Linked DNA regions of Mus musculus: region 2 is linked to region 1. The links are chromatin contacts, called in public HiChIP or PLAC-seq maps. All regions are on one chromosome and are shown on one strand. Each heading gives the region's core, a stretch centred on a gene start, on an enhancer-like site or on the middle of the called end of the contact. The rest is flanking DNA. Distances are from core to core; before and after follow the strand shown. Region 1 overlaps Akap13 (A kinase (PRKA) anchor protein 13). Region 2 has its middle 18 kb from the start of AU020206.

Region 1 (6,467 bases), core at 1,847-4,346:
TCTTCAGTTAAAGAAACAAAGGCTTCTCACAATGGGTGGTGCCAGGCCTGGGTCAGTGTCCGTTAGATGAACCTAGAACTCTCTCTTGATAGGCCATCACTGGAAAGAGAGGCCCATTGGACACGCAAACTTTATATGCCCCAGAACAGGGGAACGCCAGGGCCAAAAAGGGGGAGTGGGCGGGTAGGGGAGTGGGGGTGGGTGGGTATGGGGGACTTTTGGTATAGCATTGGAAATGTAAATGAGCTAAATACCTAATAAAAAATGGAAAAAAAAAAGAAATCATAAAAAAAAAAAAAAAAAAAGAAAATATGGACCGAGACGGAGAGGAGTCAGAATGTTAGAAAAGCCTGTGTTAAGTACACAAAGACCAGGCCATAGTGGCTCCTTCTAGACAAATTTGGGACTATTTCAAAAAACAATAAGTTATAAACAATATTTTAGAAATAATAATACCATCCTAAGTAAACCCATCACACTGGTTTGGGAGTTTTTATTAGTATTAATTTAATCACTTTAAAAATTATTTCTATATAAAAAGATTAAAAATATTGTAATGCTCAAAATCAAAAGACTCTAAAGAAATAAAGGATGGAGGACGTAGAATGTCTGCCAATGTAGATGTATACAGCTAGATCTCCATCACTAACTGCTACCTCTGTAAACTGGGCCCTGAACTCAAGACCATGCAGGTTGTCCTTGCTTTCACACAACTGTCCCTTACGAGGGTATATAGATAAGTAAATAATACAGCACAGCATCTTGGGCACCAAATTTGTTTCTTAAACAGTTAATATCATTTGAGTGTGTGGAAGATGAGCAAGCACCTACTGCTGTCACTTTCTGAGTGCCTGCTGCAGTTTGGAACTGAACTATATGCAATGTGATACTACTGGGTATTCTTATTCCTAGTTTAGCGATGAGAAAAGTATTTACTTATTTATTTTATGTGTGTGTCTAAGTGTATGTATGTGCACTATATGTATGTAGGAGTCTGAAGAAGTCAGAAAGGGCTTCAGATCCCCTGAAACTGGAGTTACAGGTGGCTATGAGCCATCAAGTGGTGCTACAAACCAAACCTAAGTCTTGTGCAAGAGCAGTAAAGCACTCTTAACCACTGAATCATCCCTCCAGTCCTAAGGCCCACAGAATGCTTATTTCAATGTCTTGTCTGAGAAAAAAATTAGAATGGGTCACAATTCAAATTCAAGCACAATTCCCAAACCTTTATTTTAATCCTGAAGTAAAGGCCAAAAACACAGATGAAAAAAAAGTGGTGTGTGTAAATGTGTATTAATTATCAATAGAAAAAAATTACATAAATGAAATAGCAAACCATTAGTAAACACCAAAAGAGATGTTAAAAATGAACAGAGAGGTTCACTTAAAATATTTCCTATTTCTCTTTAACAGTCTGTTATTAATGATACTAGTGGTTGGGAAAAATAAAAGTCTTTTGAAGACAACATAATCTGGACAAGATATAACTGTTAGTCTTACTAATTAGTTAAAGCTAGTTTATATAAAGGTAAGAGTCTTAACTGTGTGTGGCACACCCCTTTACTCAGTGAAGCTGATGACTATGTAAGCACATACTGCTCTGCCAATGACTCAAGTTCAGTTCCCAGCAACCCTGTCCAGCAGCTTGCAACCGCCTGTAATTGCAAATCCTGGGCGATCTGCCATTGCTGACTTGCAGGACAGCTGGACTCTCATGCATATATACCCACACACAAGAACAAATAAAAGATTTTAAAAAAAAAAATCTGTTACCAAAACATTTCCTTCCATGTATCTTACTTTATTTCAATTATTTGCTGCTAGTACAAGTTCTCAGTCTAGGTCTACCTAATAAGGTAACTAGTAGAAGTTTATCTGACACAAATGTGTTCATTACTTTCCCTTTCATTCTGTTCTCATTACTACAATCTTAGTGATTTTCTACTATATTAGTTATTACTGTGCTATACAGGGGCAAGGAACATACACTCACTATGGTGGATGTGGAGAGAGTCTCTCCTTCAGTCTACCATGTGTCATCGCTTCTCAGCCTTTTAGCTAAGATCACGTGCAGTCTACCATGTGGGGTTGTGGAATCAAACTCAGGTCATCAGGCTAGGTGATAGGGCCATTTTGTCTACCCTCTATTACCACAATCCTCATTCGTTCTTCTTAAATAGTACTTAATTACTGAAGACTGAGTCTATACATTTATACATTATACATACACAAGACTATGGCCCATGATGCCCCAGGCTCAAGGCAGATCATTTAAGGCAGACACACAAGCCCAGAAGATGACATCACAACACAGCTTAGTAACAGGAAGCACTAGTTTGCATTTGCACTCAACAACTCTTTAACGTGGTTAGCCTATAGCCCTCAATGGTTGTTAAGCCGAACCCGAAATATTTCATATTTTAAAAAGGAACCTTAACATGCTGCACATAAGTGGATAAGTCTTATCCTTTCTTCTCACAACAGACATGGGAGAGCATGTGGGTGAGTGAACCTGAGGCTATAGAGACAAGACAATTCTTGCTCCTTTCGGGCTCACAGTCCCTTCCTTCAGGGAGAAGATCCATAAAGCTGTACGTACCTACAGCTGAATAAGAGGCACTGCAGGAAAAACAGGATCAGGGTCAGGAATTAAGAGAGATCTTGACATGACTGAGCAAAATAGATAGAAAGGCTTCCCACAGAGTTATCTCAAACAGGTCACTAAGGGGCCCAAAGACACAAATTCTGTTGCTCGACTTAAAATTTCTTCTCAAACAATGAATTGTCAAAGGTGGTAAGGGAGGAGATGAAAGAAATTACAGACTAAATCCAGTTGTACAGGAAACAGCTGTAAAATCTGAGAAGCTGTAAACACTAGCTATGACAGAACTTTCACCATGCCATGTAACAACAGCAAACCTGAAATAAATAAACTTTCCATCTACATGAGCTATTCCTTATATTGAAAGTTATCCCAAAAAATAATACCACAAAATTTAATTATGGGACCCAAATTACAGGAGAGAGGGAGGGAATGCATGTGTGCTCACACACAAAGCCTCCACTCCTCAGGGGCAGGGTATTTGCTACCACGCAGGACGCTCAAGTATGGAATGCTGACTCTAACAGTCTGTGTAGAAGGAGCTTGAGGCAGTCAAACGAAATCAGATCATAAAATGTAACCTTAAAGGGAAAATCCCCTTGTGGGGGGAAAAGATTAACTTAAAAAAAGTAGGCTGAAGTGTGCACGAAGCAGGGGGGAGAAACACTTTCATACAAAGTGTGCTAAGAATGGTAAGAAAACTTTCCTCTGAAAAGTTACATTTATACTGATTCTTGATGGCATCAGGTCAGAGAAAAGAATGGGGCAAGCAGAAGGCAAGCACAAACTCAGCATCAACAAGGAACAAAGTTCAGTCAGGAGACACAAATACACACCAATGGGAGGCAACATAACTTTGGAGTGCTTTATATGGGGGATTTGTTTGTTTTACGTGTGGTGTTAAACCACTAGGAGGAGGGGCAAGTAATGCAGAAACATGATTCACATTTTAAAAGAATTCCAGTTCTTATGTGAGGGAAATACTACCGGACAGAAATTACAGAGAGAGGAAGGTCACTCGGGAGGCTGTGGATGCCTGCACACACACCCCTGCCCCCCAGGAACACACACCTCCTTCCCATCTTTAAAAGAGACCTGATCCAAGTGCCAAGGAAAAGAGGCAGTTCTCTATTCCTCTAGCTCATTCCTACTTGGCAAGCTTTGTGTGCAACCTGCTCCAGTCCACCCGTGAAAATACTAAGTGAGAAGCAACATGCCACAGAGTCTCCAGTCATAGACAGGTGGGCCAATTTCTCCTCCTAGAAACTGTGGCCCAGTCCTGCAACTTACTGCTTCTTGGCCTCCCCTACAGCCAATGATGCCTGTCCTCAGAAGCAGTGAAGTCTGATACAGGGAGCAGGGGTGGAGGGCAGGGAAAGCAGGCACCACTGCCACTACTCTAGCCAGTTGCTGTTGTATGTATGGGTGGACATCTGTTCTCCAGAAGCAGGCTGGGATCTGTCACAGAGATTTGCACTGTAAACCATAATACCGCCCCCCTCTCCTTAGGCTTTGAGTGGAATCCATACCAACTCAGAAAGACTGGAGTCTGAACTATATATGGCAAAAGGAAGTTGGACTCAAGAAAGGGGCAAGCCTTTCTTTTTGTACCATACAATACCATAAAACAAGTTTCTGTTTTAATGCTAATGTCCAGATACTAAGATGAACAGCCTTTCTCTGAGAAGACCAAGGCTACGAAAAAGGTCAGAACAGAGTCTTTACCATGCATGATTGACCTCAACTCCAATATAGGGGTAGGAAAATGTTTTCTGTGGGCTATATAGTAAAAACTTTCAGCTTTTGGGAACATATCTGATTACTCTCACAATTACTCAATTCTCTTTTTGAAACAAGGATAGTCTGGCAAATGGCTTATGTGGTAAATCTGGTACTTGTGGGAACCCTGCCCCTTAATCCTTTCCCTCTCTACACAGACCTTTACCAGATCCACAGAACCCACAGGTTGGAAGAAGAGAACCTACTCCCACAAACTGTCCTCTAGCTTCCAGACTCATAGTTCCCCTCAAATAGATTAATAAAATTAAAAAGATATAACCCTGTTTCAATGAAATTTTGTTTCAGAAAATAGATGGTAGGCAGTGATTTACAGGGTATACGACTGTAAACTCCTTGTCTAAAAACCTTTTGGGGGAAAATGTGACATGGCTAGTGCTGAAGCATAGGCTGGGTAAGAACTCTACTGTCCCAGCCAAACCCCTGTATTGGCTTACTTAGGTGAAACCATGCTATGTGTTCTTCAGAATGGACGGACAGAAAAGTCTGCATATATTTTAGTGAAGTTCACACTACCTTGCCCCTGGCCAAAGACAATCAGAAACACATGAAGAGTTAGTTCCTGACAGAGTAGGAGTCACTCAGGCAAACAGAAAAGTAACCAAAACAGAAGCTATAACCTGAGCAAGATAGAAAGAAAGGGAAATAAATAAGCCAGCTATAGAACAGAAAGATTATTAAAGAAAGCAAAGAGCATGAATCTTTAAATGGGGAGCTCAGGCAAGAACTGAATAGACAAAGGATACATCCATTCAGAGGACTTGAAAGGATGTATGCAAAACCACAAAGTAAATGAAATGGCACAGTCATGAAGCAATGTGCCATGGCTTGAGGATCAGGAATCCATTCTCCAGGACCACAGTTCCCAGTCCATCGGACACTAACAAGGGTGGCCATGGAAAGGCTACATCTCCTGCCCCATGCAAGTCTACACATCGCTGGAAAAGGTCACATATGTTCATCGTGCACGCTAATGATCACCATCCTTCAAGAGTGTGGGGATGAGTAAGAGCTTTCCCACCCCGCCTCTCACCTGCCTTGTCCTGCTTTACCTCTCCTGTAATGATATGACTCATGATTTTAACATATATACAGTATACTGATGTACAGAATTTTAGACAGCATATTTATCTGAGTTAAGGGCATACTTGTTTTATTCAATGCAGTATCAGTGCCTAAGCGTGATTGTAAGTGCTCAATAATGTTGGCTGGATAAATGAATGCCTAACTCTACTCTGCAAATCTCTCTCCCCAATTTATCTTAGGTTAGATAACTGGATGAAAAAAATCAAAAGATCTAAAATATAATGCTATGAGGATGAAAAGATTTCAGCTCACGTCCATAAAATGACAGTTAAAAAGAACCAAGACTCAGAAACACTCCTGATAAGAAGACATAATAGGATCTCCCCTGTCCTTAGTACCAACTCTCTTAAAGAGAAAGTGCTCAGACACATTCCAAGAGCCTTGGGTACAGCCCACTCCCAACTAGCAAGCAAAGCCCTCAGCTTTACTTAAAAGCACCTCAAACAACATAAACAGAAATCAACTGAGGAATTCACTGATTTTACTACCAACTAGGTCATTGCAAGTACAGGCTTGGACTGACTTCACTGGTAGAAAATATTATACAGTTTCTTTGATGTTTCTATTTTGCCAGATAATGACAATGGCCAATTAAACCCACTTAGCAGTCTTCCTCTTTTAACATGTTCTCGGATATTCTAGTTAAAAGTCTCCCTCTCCTCAATGTAAACAGAACTCAGCTCACACAGTACCACTACTAATAAAGTTGCTACTGTCTTCCAGCTTCGAATTCCGCGTCACCAATACTGAAGCAAATTCTTAGCCATTTGCAGGCTTCACTTCTTTGGGCTATTAGACAAAACCAGTAGATGGCGCCCAATAAATCCACTTCTCTCTCCCAAACAAGAATTTTGAGATTTAAGATGAAATGGAAATAAAATACAAACCATTTTGAATACATTTAATGTGTGTAAGTGTCCCCTACGAGAGCAGCATTCCTCAAGTTCTAATCTTCCAATTCTTTCTGTTGCTGTACACAGCT
Region 2 (6,467 bases), core at 1,563-4,062, 240 kb before region 1:
CTGCCCCTGCTCTTCTCCAAGATACTGCTACCTGCTGAGAGGCCCTTGAGATATTCTGGAGACAGTGGCAGATCCGGCAGATTGCCTACATACAGCCTGACATCAAGAATGGATTGGCAGGAGATGAGCCTCCCTCCTTTATAAGCACAGACTCTTAGTAAACTGTGGGGCCTTGAACAGAAACATGTCTTGGCCTCCATTATTTCTCTCACCGTTTCCTTCCATATAGCTCCAGCCTCCCACTCAGGAACCCAGGTAGTGTGGCTGCAGGTGGTTACATGTTTCTTCAGACACACCAGAAGAGGGCATCGGATCCCACTACAGACGCTGTGAGCCACCATGTGGTTGCTGGGAATTGAACTCAGGACCTCTGAAAGAGTACTCAGTGCTCCTAACTTCTGAGACATCTCTCCAGCCCAAATAAATAATTTTTTAAAGGTTCTTATGGCCGGGCAGTGGTGGCGCACACCTTTAATCCCAGCACTTGGGAGGCGGAGGCAGAGGCAGGCAGATTTCTGAGTTCGAGGCCAGCCTGGTCTACAGAGTGAGTTCCAGGACAGCCAGGGCTACACAGAGAAACCAAAAAAAAAAAAAAAAAAAAAAAAAAAATTCTTATGATCTCTTTCTTTATCCCAGGAAACCCCTCCCTCCCCCCTGCTGCCGGGTGGGCTACACCTCTTTGGAGAAATATTAGTCTTAGTTAATCTCCCCTCAGATAATGTTTGCTTTTTGTTGTTGATGGTGGTTGGTGGTGGTTTGATTTTTGAGACAGAGTTTCTCTGTGTAGCCCTGGGAACTCATTCTGTAGACCAGGCTGGCCTCGAACTCAAGAATTCTGCCTCTGGAGTACTGGGATTAGTGGTGTGTGCCACTAATACCAGGCTTGCTTATTTTTGAGACAGTAGCCAGGCTAGCCTCATAGCCAGTTGACCTTTGTCAAAGACAACCCCCCCATCCTACCTCCCCCCACCCAGGAAAGCCTCAAGGCTAAGGCTGAAAAGACCCAGGTGCGAGGTGCGGGCCCTAGGTCAAAAAGCTTGCAGAGTCTGACTTGGTGACTCATTCTTCATACATGTTTAAGAGTAGCAAAACCTTGGGAAGGGGTTTCCACGAACCACAACCAGGCAAAGCTACCTAGAAAGAAATGCCCTAGCAAGGTGGTAAAGTACTTGTGACATTTACAGTAAGCAGGAGTTCTATAGGCCCATAAACAAAGCTTAAGGCTGGGACCTAGAGGGAGCATCTGTGATTAGCATAAGAATAGATTCTCTGCCTGGTCAAAAAGTGAGGTCCAGGACAGCCAGGACTATACAGAAAAAAACCTGTCTCGAAAAACCAAAAAAAAAAAAAAGAATAGATTCTATTTGGAAGTAGGATGCAAGTATGTGGGGCCTTTTCAAAGGGATGAAGTTTATTCCCTGAGAGACAAAGCCCAAGATTAGGGCCTAAACAACCTTCAGGAAGGATTCCTGTGGAGGCTGGCTCCTCCTTGGATCACTAGGTTGGACCACCATCACCTGCATTCCAGGCGCCATTGATTTCCTTCGGTTGACTGACAACTCTGTTCTCTCCAAAGCTTTCTGTAAGACTTGAGTTCCTGGCCCTTCTGAGGGCAGCAGTTAGAAGCTTTGAGCACTGGACCCACTTTAAGGATTTTGCTTTTGTTTTCAGGGTTGGGGACAGAAACTAGGGTCTCACACAGGCTAGGGAAGTGCTCAGCCCCTAGACTACACCCCTAACACTTTGTTTTTAACAGTGGGATTGAGGCAATACTCTGGGGGGAGAACAGCAGGCCTCAAGGGAAAGTCTTCATCAGGCCTATGATCTAACTGTGGACTATGATCTTCAGACCAACTGCTAAGAAGTGAGGAAGTACTTCCTATGGGCGGAGCTGGGGCTAGAAAGCTCTGGGCTTCAGAAGACTCAAATTCAGTAGGATTCCTTTCTGCATCCAAGAGAGTATTGTCAGCACCAGGCTGTGAGGCAGAACTGGAGAAACATTTGATGACATAGATGATGTTGTCTGTCACATGCTTGTCTCTAATGATCCTTCCCTGCAGTCCGTAGCTTTGTGAGTGGACGATTTCACAATGACACTGGATGGAGTCTCGGAGCACAGAATGGTTTCTTGTCAGTCTCTGAGTCTGACACCAGACTTCGGGTCCTGGACTCAGGCAGGATTCTCTAAAGGGGTCCATAATGTGCTGGACCCCATCCCTCAGTCTTCCTCCCACTTCTAAGCATTTATCCCAAGGAACCAATCAGTTCCTGATTAAGGTGCACTGTGTAGAGGAGCTGACCTGTTTACACTAATGAAAAATGAGAAACAGCCACGAGTTTGACAGCAGATGACTTCATACATCATAGGACAGGTGATTGCATCCATAACAAATAGGTATGACTCAAGGTGAGCCTCAGCTGCGGGGAAACCCCCAAATGAGACTCGTGAATAGAGTTTGATGGAAGAGGTTTATTGTTTCAGTGCTCTGGGGTCATCTTGCACTCAGAGGAGAGGCGACCTCTTCTCTTTCTTTCACAAGGTTTTTGTACAATTTTTGAGGGCAGATTACAGCAACAGCAACTAAACACAAAATGATTGGTGGTTCTGGTGCCCTTTACATTAATTGGCAGGGCAGAGAGGGGGACTCAGGGACCTTCCCTAAGGTCTGGTGGGAAGTTCCAAGTTGGGGCTCTCTCGTGGCCAAGGAGATGCATTTGTCTATGTTGTGCAAGGAAGAATTCTGACATAGGTTGAGACAAAACACAGACAACTGGTTGCTGATTCATTTCACCGGACTCTTGGCCTTTAGTGATGTTTGGACCATGATAACATGCCACCAGTTGCAGAGAACTGACAGCAATGCAAGCCATTCTTAGACTAAAGGGAGTTTTGTCCAGAGGAGGATCGATCCATGCATGCCCCCTCCTTCCAAAGGCTGGTGCACTTTTCTGTTCATTCACAAATCACCCCCCTTCCCAGCTGAGGTGGGGGAGGTTGGGGGTGGAGTGGACTCAGGGCTGCCTCCTGAATGCTTGGGAAGCTCTCTCCTACTGAGCTGCCCCTTTGATCTCTTTCTACCCCGACCCACGGGACCTAGTTATTCCTGGGATCAAGGGTGACCAAGCCTGAAAAAGAAATGGGCGAGAAAGGAGCCAGACCAAGCAAAGGGTTGTCAAGGTCTGTTTAATGGAGGCTAGTAGCCTGATTATAAGCACACAGTGAGAGAAAATAGGGAGCGGCTGAGGGGGAATGATCAAAACACAGAGAGAGGGACCAACATCTAGGGCGGATGCTGATTGCAGGCTTCAAACATCTTGCAGCTTATCTTGGAATGCTGGCTCTATCTAAACAGTCCCAAGGCCCCAAGTCAAGACAAGAAGGAGGGAGTAACACTGTTCCCATCAAAGGGTCAGTCAGATCTTCAGGGTGAGAGTTGTTGAAGGTCTGGTTAACCACAGTTTGGTCTCTCACATCTTTCTTTGAATATTTCTGACTTCTTGGTGCTAGTTGTGACTTCCTAATGTTCTCCCATACATTCACTTTACATCACAGGGCTTCAGGAGCCTGGGACTCTATTGTTTGGAGACTTGTGGAGTTATTGGCCTCCTCTCGAAAGCTACCCTTAGAGCACTGAAAGATGCTTGGGATTCCTATGGAAGGATGAAAAGTTAGTGTGAGGAAAAGTGGCTCTGGTCTGGAGGTGTACACCTGTAATCTCAATAGCCAGGAGGGTGAGCCAGGAGAATCACAGCTTTGAGGCCAGCAGGGACTACACAATGAGACAATACTCCAAACAAAACAAAACAAAACATATACACCCCCAAGTCGCAAACACTCCAAAACAAACAGGGCAACACAGGCATTTTCAACCATGTAAACACAACTATCTCTTGTGTTTATCTCAGGGTGGGCTCTTGGGTAAATTTATTTATTTTTTTGTTGTTGTATTTTTTGGTTTTTTTTTTTTTTTTTTTTTTTTTTTTGAGACAGGGTTTCTCTATGTAGCCCTGGCTGTCCTGGAACTCACTTTGCAGACCAGGCTGGCCTCGAACTCAGAAATCCGCCTGCCTCTGCCTCCCAAGTGCTGGGATTAAAGGTGTGTACCACCATGCCCGGCTTGGGTAAATTTAATTACCTTAATTCTCATCTCGTTCTTCTGTTTAATGAGTATTACCAGTGAATAAAATTATTTGAAACAACTAAAACAAACAAACAAACAAAACCCCCAAAACAACAACAAAAACCCCACCAGAAATCAAACTCTGGGGCATACCATCCTTTGTAATCAAATCCTGGCCTACTCTGATCCCTCTCCTTCTAACCTGGGAGGTTTAAGGTTAGGAAATGACTCTGAACATAACCCTGTCTTCCCCAAGGGAACTAAGGCAGCTAGCAGTTGAAGAACTCTGGGGAGCAGATGGCTGGGGTCTTTGCTGGCATGTTGGGTGGAGAGTTGGTGTCTATGTTTCAACCTTCTAAGGGTGCTCTCTGAGACTGTTGGTGAAAGTATAACTGTAAAAACAAAATTCTATGCCTTTAGGCCCAGGCTTGGGAATGTGACCTCTGTGACTTAATGCTCCAAGGTATGCTAATCATAAAACAGATAGCAACATTCCACCACCCACCCGCTTCCTGGGTTCAAAGAGTGTTCATTCAAAGAAAGCCACCCTGACCATTGCCGGAACCCGCTTTGCAAATGTGCTAGTGTTAGGGGCTCTTAGAAACTGTCTTGAGAGATAACCGGAACAATTACCGGGTATTCCTTGTGACTCTTGTGACTTTGCACTTCTGACCCGTCCAGCAGGTCCAGTTATTCGAGGGTCTCGAGGGGACCTTCTCCTAAGAACCAAATGGGGGGAGAGAAAAGACGTACACCAAGTGCAAGGAATGACACGGAATCATTCTGAATAGCATCAAGGTGTCACTGTATTAGCAAGGCTCAAGGCTTAAATGCACAAGCAAAAGGGGAAGTACTTCTCAGCAGGAGGAATGGGGCAGCAGAAATTTTTCTTTTGGCGACTACACGGGGAAGCAGGAACTTGGTGGTATCAAGGTACATCTTGAGGTCAGGACATCCGGTACTGACTTAGGGCTGGAACAATCTGTGGTTGTTCTCTGAGTGGTGCGTCGGTGGCCCGCTTTTGACCCCCTTTTCTTCTGGGGGGAGAGGCCCAATTCAGAGATCAGGACAATTGTGTTGTCTTAATAGCTCCCAACACACTTCCTTGGGACTCTTAACTGGTATCTTTGGTATTTTCCAACAACACCCTCCCTGCTTCCTTGAGTTGTGGTTTCTTCCTTAAAATACCCCCTTACCCAGCTACTCGGGCGCCACGGTCCTCTACCCCTGTGTGGTGTATGACCGTGGGCCTGAGAGCACTCTTGAATCGGTTTGCAGCAAGACGTTTCTTGTGAGTGATTTGGGGTGTCGCCTCTCCTGAGTCAGAATGTGGGGGAGTCCTCACGTTGTGGGTCTTTCATTGGGCTGTGGCTACACAAATGGGACATTTTAAGCGACTGTTTGTTTGTTAGATGGGATTTTAATGGTTGTAATTTAAAATTACAAAATGGTCTACTATTTACATCTTAATCTGTTAGCTGGGGCCACAGGGATAGTTGAGTACCTAACTAATGAGACCCCGGGATGGGTTGAGTTGAGCAAGGGCTTAAGGTTAGTATGGGCCCCTTTCACACATTAAAAAAATAAAAATAAAAAAAGACACACAATGTCCATCTCATGCTTCTATATGTACAGGCACGCGCACACACACACAAACACACTCACACATACACAACTGAGGGCTTGGCTAGGAATTTGAAAGAAAGTGTCTTGATATTTGCAAGTTTTGAAATGCATCAGAAAAAGAATAACATGGCTTGAGGGATAAAAAGATATATTAATATATGTGGTATGAAGTAGACTAAAATGTGTAAGAATCTAGGTAAAATATAGATGTACATTCGATGAAAAATTATTCAAACTGACAAGTGTGATTGAAACTATTTCTCATTTTTGAGAAATGAGTTCTACTTGTATTTTATTAAATTTGAAAACGATCCTCCCATCCATCCCCAGCTCCACATTCTTTATGTCTGGTTGCCTTAGCAAGTCACCTTGTGGTCCTGGTGAATTATTGGGTACGATTATTCACCAGTAACACACATTAGACCTATGAAATGAGACATAAGGCACCTAGGGTAATGTGAGTCTGAGAGCTGAAGATGACAATGACAGAAAACACCAGTGACGAGCCTTGAGAAGACTGGAGTGCATCAGCAAAGCAGTTCTCGCTGTCAGAGAGACCTGCACTCCAGGCAGCCTAAGGATTGACATTGCGCCCCCCCCACACACACCACCCCAGCCCTACCCCCACCTCCCACCGCTGCCTGACTGGGAGCAGCTGCCTGTGTAATTAACCTGCAGAGAACAGCGCTTCAGCCCTTGCGGTCTGAGTCAGCACCCACT

What was found. HiChIP or PLAC-seq counts read pairs in DNA pulled down with a chosen protein or histone mark.
Region 2: a contact with region 1 is called in a BATF HiChIP or PLAC-seq map of CD8 T cells, with 8 read pairs. The contact joins two enhancer-like sites. A contact is called at or near these places in 2 of 484 Hi-C or Micro-C datasets (B cells and CD8 T cells) and 4 of 115 datasets of contacts at active chromatin or transcription factors (CD8 T cells, effector CD8 T cells, regulatory T cells and 1 more).

The regions. Positions count from the first base shown.
Region 1 is chr7:75,555,955-75,562,421 of GRCm38.p6, reverse strand. All of the region lies in intron 2 of Akap13 (A kinase (PRKA) anchor protein 13), which reads right to left. Among named protein-coding and RNA genes, the nearest start is that of Akap13, 100 kb to the right of the region's middle. Within about 2 kb of position 3,096, at least 39 of the 459 cell types and tissues checked have an H3K27ac peak or open chromatin away from gene starts, as enhancers often do. A contact at or near this core is called in CD8 T cells and regulatory T cells, where this site is marked.
Region 2 is chr7:75,796,651-75,803,117 of GRCm38.p6, reverse strand. No RefSeq gene overlaps it. Among named protein-coding and RNA genes, the nearest start is that of AU020206, 18 kb to the right of the region's middle. Within about 2 kb of position 2,812, at least 51 of the 459 cell types and tissues checked have an H3K27ac peak or open chromatin away from gene starts, as enhancers often do. A contact at or near this core is called in CD8 T cells and regulatory T cells, where this site is marked.